2 separate regions of the Sus scrofa genome follow, and region 1 is linked to region 2. A link is a contact called in public Hi-C data. All regions are on one chromosome and are shown on one strand. The core of a region is the stretch at or near the end of the contact, and the rest is flanking DNA. Distances in the headings are between cores, read along the strand shown. Region 1 holds the start of MLIP (muscular LMNA-interacting protein). Region 2 overlaps MLIP (muscular LMNA-interacting protein).

What was found. A called contact is a pair of places that touch in the nucleus more often than the background predicts.
Region 1: a contact with region 2 is called in a Hi-C map of fetal heart ventricle, with 2.8 times the contacts expected there. The contact joins the promoter of MLIP here to the enhancer-like site in region 2. A contact is called at or near these places in 8 of 47 Hi-C or Micro-C datasets (embryonic fibroblasts, fetal heart ventricle, fetal skeletal muscle and 4 more) and 1 of 2 datasets of contacts at active chromatin or transcription factors (skeletal muscle).

The regions. Positions count from the first base shown.
Region 1 is chr7:26,800,139-26,803,246 of Sscrofa11.1, reverse strand. It overlaps MLIP (muscular LMNA-interacting protein), which reads left to right and starts at 1,430. Exons shown (of 13, transcript XM_021098546.1): 1 at 1,430-1,698.
Region 2 is chr7:26,749,662-26,752,757 of Sscrofa11.1, reverse strand. All of the region lies in intron 1 of MLIP (muscular LMNA-interacting protein), which reads left to right. Among named protein-coding and RNA genes, the nearest start is that of MLIP, 51 kb to the left of the region's middle. Within about 2 kb of position 1,622, at least 2 of the 83 cell types and tissues checked have an H3K27ac peak or open chromatin away from gene starts, as enhancers often do.

The DNA.
Region 1 (3,108 bases), core at 181-2,680, 51 kb before region 2:
AGTGGTTAACGAATCCGACTAGGAACCATGAGGTTGCGGGTTTGATCCCTGCCCTTGCTCAGTGGGTTGAGGATCCGGCGTTGCCATGAGCTGTGGTGTAGGTTGCAGACGCTGCTCGGATCCCTCATTGCTGTGGCTCTGGTGTAGGCTGTCCGCTACAGCTCCGATTTGACCCCCAGCCTGGGAACCTCCATATGCCGCGGGAGCGGCCCTAGAAAAGGCAAAAAAAAAAAAGAAAAAAAAAGAAATTAGTGGTCTTATGGGTCACCATGGACTTGCTTCTATTGAAAGTAACGAGGGGAACTTTTGTGGGAAATGAGGAGGACGCACTGGAAGGTTGGGTTGGGAGAGGTTGCCGGGAGGACGTGATGGCCACTTGACCCGCAAGCTGGACCTGGGTCATGAGAGGCTGCTCACTGCTCCCTTGTCCCTGAAATACACATTCTGCCTCCGATTCCCACAGTTGGACCCGTTTTGAAAGGCGAGAGCTCTGTGGTGTTGAGACGGTCTGGAGCTTGTGCCCGAACCCAGTTAGGCTTCTACATGCATTTTTAAGACGCTGGTGGGCAGATACAGAGATTTTCTCGTTTTGTGATTGCCCAAGACAAGCCTTGAATGTAAGTTTCCTTGGTTGTTAAACTTCACTGGCCCTCCCCATCTGGAGTGTGGGCCTCTTTCTCCAGTCTCTTCTGTGTTGAGGCCAGTTTGTGAACCAATAATCTAAGGCTCTTCTGGGCGTTTCCCTGGTGGCCCGATTGCTGGGCTAATGCCCGCCCCGCCTTCTCCCGCACAGCGGGGGAGGTTTGCTCAGCCCGCCTCTGGCTGCCTATTGCGTCATTCTGACCTATGGTCTCTGGAACAATTGGCATTTCATTTCAGGAGGACTTTCAAACTTATTTTAAAAATCCATTCAATGGTATCCTTTTCTTTTTTTTAGATTCCACATAGAGGTGACATATGTTTGTCTTTCACTGTCTGACTATTTGCAGAACAGAAACTGACTCACAGACTTGGGAAAAACTTATGGTTACCAAAGGGGAACCCGTGGGGCTGGGTGGGTGGGAGGGATGGACTGGGGCTTTGGGATTGGCATGTGCACACTGAGATATATGGATCTGCTGTATAGCCCGGAGAACTCTACCCAGTGGTCTGGGATCATCTATGTGGGAAAAGGATCCGAGAGAATAGATATGTGCACATGGATGACTGGGTCACTTTGTGGTACAGCAGAAATGCTCACAGCCTCAGAAATGAACTATGCTTCAATAAAGCTTAAAAAAACCAATCAAAATAAGTAGACGAGAAACTCTGTTTTCAGTCACTTTGTACTCCTGTATCACGTATGTCTTTAGGGACACTTTAAGAATGTTCATCGGGACACGAAGAATAAGTGTGGGTTATACTGCAAAACTTTTCAATGCTTGACTCCAAACTTCCACTACGGCTAAGACATTCCTACAAAGAAATGATTTAGGGGAAACTTAGCAGCTCTTGTTTTCATGACAAGGTCCCAGGGGCAAGAGGTTGTGCCTAACCCTTTTTAAATTTCGTTTCTGTATCTTGCGCCTGGTGTCCAGCATTGGTTACAGAGTAAACAGTATTTTCCAAAGACTGACAGGGTCAGCTGCTCGGGGAATGTGGCCGGTGACCTCCCTGATGGATGACCGTCCTGCAGGCTGCTTCCAAGTCAGCTGAAAGGTAAGCATTCTTTCTGTATAAGTGCAGACTGCTTTGGTACATGTTTCAGTTTTAAGCGATAAAGCTGAAAGTATGTCCTGGGCACGCTGTCTCAGAGGGCACGGAGCCGTTCCTTTGGGGGCAAAGTGATTTGTCATGTCAACACAACCACGGCGGCTAAGCTTCTGAGGTTAGGAAAGGAATGAGCCACAGTGTAAAAATCTCGTTGCTTTAATGAAGCTGCAGAGACACAGGAAAACTTCAATCCAGAACTTCTTTCTGCTGTTAGAAACACACACTGGAATTCTCATCTTCAAAAAGTACAGCTTTTCGTCTTTGAAGCCTTTTTCCTGAAGTCTTTTCAGTTTAATCTGGCTGTTGTTTTCACTCCTGAGACAGTAATGGTGTGTGTGTGTGTGTGTGTGTGTGTGTGTGTGAGAGAGAGAGAGAGAGAGAGAGAGAGAGAGAGAGAGAAAGAGTGAGAGAGAGAGAGTGCGCGTGCACGTGAGTGTGAGCACACTAGGAAGCGTATCTACTATCAAAGGGCCTGTAAACATAGTGAGTGTTACCACATGCAAGAGCCAAACCTTGATCCACCTAGCACCTCTGTGGATGTCACCACAGACAAGAGAAAATGCATCTTAAGTCCTTGAAAATTGTAGGTGCGTGAGTACAGGAAAGTCGAGAAGGTAGAATGTGCTGTACTTGGATCCCAGGCGGTTTTAATCAGCTTGTATGTTACAGCCTCTGGAGGTAAAGAGTTAGTTTCATGTACAAAGCATTGCTCTCATCAGTGCTGATAGTGATTTGTGGTTGTTTTTGTTTGTGTCTTTGCTTTTTTTTTTTTTAGGGGGAAAAACTCACATTTTACTTTTCAACAAACTTGGTAAAAGAACTGTGCTTTTTGGATGCACGCATTAAAAAAGATTCTACTTTTCACAGTTTTTATAGCTCTCACTGAAATATTTTTTAATGCTCCAAACAAATGCTCTACTATCAGAGGTGATTTTATGAAGAAAATATTCTTTTCCTTACATTTACTAAGATGTCTTGCCTATAGTTTTTTTTGTTGTGGTGGTTTTGTTTTTTGTTTTTTGTCTTTTGTCCTTTTAGGGCCGCATCTGCGGCATATGGAGTTTCCCAGGCTAGGGGTTTAATTGAGAGCTGTAGCTGCCAGCCTATGCCACAGCCTCAGCAATGCCAGATCCGAGCTGCATCTGTGACCTACACCACAGCTCATAGCAACGCCGGATCCTTAACCCACTGAGCGAGGCCAGGGATCGAACCCTCAACCTCACGGTTCCTAGTCAGATTGGTTTCTGCTGCACCACAATGGGAACTCTTTTTTTTTTTTTTTTTTTTTTTTTTGCCTATAGTTGTTTAAAAAAATTGGACCAGAACCAAAATGAATGAACATATAGTATTAGAAGA
Region 2 (3,096 bases), core at 373-2,872:
GTGTATATTAAATGTTGACAAATATGTAGAGAGTGCTTGCTGTGCTGGAATATTGTAAGAGACTTTCTCCATTTCACTCCGTGGATCATAGGTCGATAGCCGGAAAAGCACCTTAACAATAAATCAAGCTATTTCTTGTTCCAATAGTTCTCCATGATTAAGTCATGACTGCTTTAGACTTTAAGACGATCAATAATCTAGGCCAGTCTCCACTTGCTCACCTTTTGAACCCTTAACAGTAATCTGATTTTGCACTTTTCCCCGAAAGTAGAGGCCCTTTCCTTTTCTGGTCCCAGGAGCGTCATAGGATGAGGGGGAAAAAAGAGATGAGGAATCGTGCTCGCTTATCCATTCAACAGAATTCTTCTCTAATCCTGACTTAACTTTAATATCCATTTCTCAATTTTTAAAGTGGGAAAAAAATAAAAAAATTATCTATGGTCATTGGAAAACAAATGAATGTAAGGAAAAAGCCAAGTTTAAAGTGGCCTCTTCATATTTTTTAAATTTATTTTTAAGATTCTTTTTTTTTAGGGATGTACCCAGGGCATATGGAAGTTCCCAGGCTAGGGGTCTCTTCATATATTTTTGAACAAAGATCAAATCTATGTGTCTTCTACTTAGTAGCTCCTCAGTAAATGTTTGTTGAATGAATAAATGAATGTTTAGGGCCAGAGTTTAAAGGGACCACATTGTGAGACCTTGTTCTTCTTCCTCTGATCCCTCAGGTCCCCTGCTTTTCCCCCATGACCTTTTTTCTCTTTTAACTTGAAATCTCTCTTGTCAGTGTGTATGGATGTGTGTGTGGGTATGGGCACATTTAAAAATTAATTGGAGAGGGCGTTCCCGTCGTGTGGCAGTGGTTAACGAATCCAACTAGGAACCATGAAGTTGTGGGTTCAATCCCTGGCCTTGCTCAGTGGGTTAAGGATCCGGCGTTGCTGTGAGCTGTGGTGTAGGTTGCAGACGCGGCTCGGATCCTGTGTTGCTGTGGCTCTGGCGTAGGCCAGTGGCTACAGCTCCTTTTCAACCCCTAGCCTAGGAACTTCCATATGCCGTGGAAGCGGCCCTAGAAAAGGCAAAAAAAAAAAAAAAAAAAAAAACTAATTGGAGGAAAAATTTCATTTGAAGCTGAGTTAATTTGTCATATTTGTTTTGAAAATGATAAAGATATTATGACTGGCATATTAGCAATGATATGCTAACCCTGTAATATGATTAAGTTCTTTGCTTATCATTTAGGTGTAAGTATATTGCAAATAGGTATTAAGCAATTTAAACACTTGGATTTCTAGCCAAACATTGTTATGATAAGCAAATTTGCTCAAAATAGATTCCCCCTAAAAAGTCCAAGCTTTTTAAAAATAGACATGGTTAGAGGGACAGGGGAAAGCAGAGCTGGGGCAGCCGTGTGTGTGTGTGTGAATTTTCTCAGTACAGAGAATAAAAATCTTGTTCCAAATTTTATTGCCCAAGGCAGATATTTGTACTTAGAGAATCCACTGGGTACTTTTAGAATTCTACACTGAAATTAATTGGTATAATCAAAGAGTTAGAGAGGTCATTTTTAGGTTTAAATGAAATAATTTGCTTTATCTGAAATTCCAATGAATATTTCGTTGGAAACAAGTTAAGCCTTCTTAGAAACTGTCCCCTGTCTGGACTTCCCTTGTTTGAGGTTATGGTATTAATGAGTTCTGCCTTTCTGACTGCCAAGAACTGTTGGCTCTAGTTTGAAAATAACTCAGATGTGTGGGGATAATTTTGACTTAAAATAATAGAAAATCATAAAAACAAGAGACTGGGAAATCCTTATCTATTTTTTTTTGTGTCAACTCTGATCTATCCCCAGGGTCAAGTGTTAATAATAAGGCATGCATTTATTTGTAATCCAGGGCATGTGATGAACTTTATTCAAGATTGGGGAAAGGAGCATTAGGAGTTTTGAAGGTTTTCATCGTATCAGGTCAACTGTATGCTGATGGCTAAAATATGGCAGGCAGCCTGGAAACACACACCCTGCCATAATTATTTCCGAGTTCAGGGTTGGGAGAATCTGGGATTAGCAAGCAGCTGCCTTTCAGGATGTTTCTCTTAATCTAGTTTTGCCGTGTTTTTTTTTTTGGGGGGGGGTCTTTTTAGGGCCACACCTGCGGCTTATGGAGGTTCCCAGGCTAGGGGTCTAATCAGAGGTATAGCTGCCGGCCTACACCACAGCCATAGCAATGCCAGATCCGAGCCACATCTGTGATCCACGCTACAGCTCATGGCAATGCCAGATCCTTAACCCACTGAGTGAGGCCAGGGATCGAACCTGCATCCTCATGGGTACTAATCAGATTTGTTTTCACTGAGCCATGACAGGAACTCCCAAGATTCATGATTTTTAAATGAAGGGAATTGATGGTTAAAGAGAGGTAGTATGGAAAGTGATTGAGTGGCTTTTCATAGGTGGAAAATCTGAGGCAATGAACTTCTTTCTTCCCTGTGTTTTCCCATCTGAAAAACATAAATGGATTCACATCATATGAGTCTTATGTGGATGAAATGAGTTGCTCAATGCTAATCCCCCAGAATGTAGCCCAATAAATATTCATTGTTTGCTATTGTTATTAGGGTTGAATCCTTAAGAATCGTCTCTACCTCTAGTCGAAAAGAATCATGGATGGAGTTTTCTTACTTGTTAAAGGAAGAGTTAGATGCATATGTAAAGATAACAACGAAATATATAAAAGGAATTGCAGTGAGCATGAATTCTAACTAAATCATGGTGTTGTCTCAGGGAAAAGCAATCCCAAAAGTCTTAAACTAGAGCATAAAGACATTAGAGAAACTACAAGGAAGATATGCCAGTGAGATTTAGGATTAATTCTAAGTGAGGTTATAAATCTGGAATACTTCATGCAGGTCAATCTTACACAGCATTTGAAACATTTGGGTTAATTTTTCTTGGCTATAGAATCAGTCATCAGATTTCTATATAAATCTCAAATACTTTTCCTGTTATTATTTGGCTTTTCATATTTTCCTTTTAAAATGCTATTTTAATTGTCTTTGCTCATTTTTCCCACTTCTACATCATTTACTTAGAACATA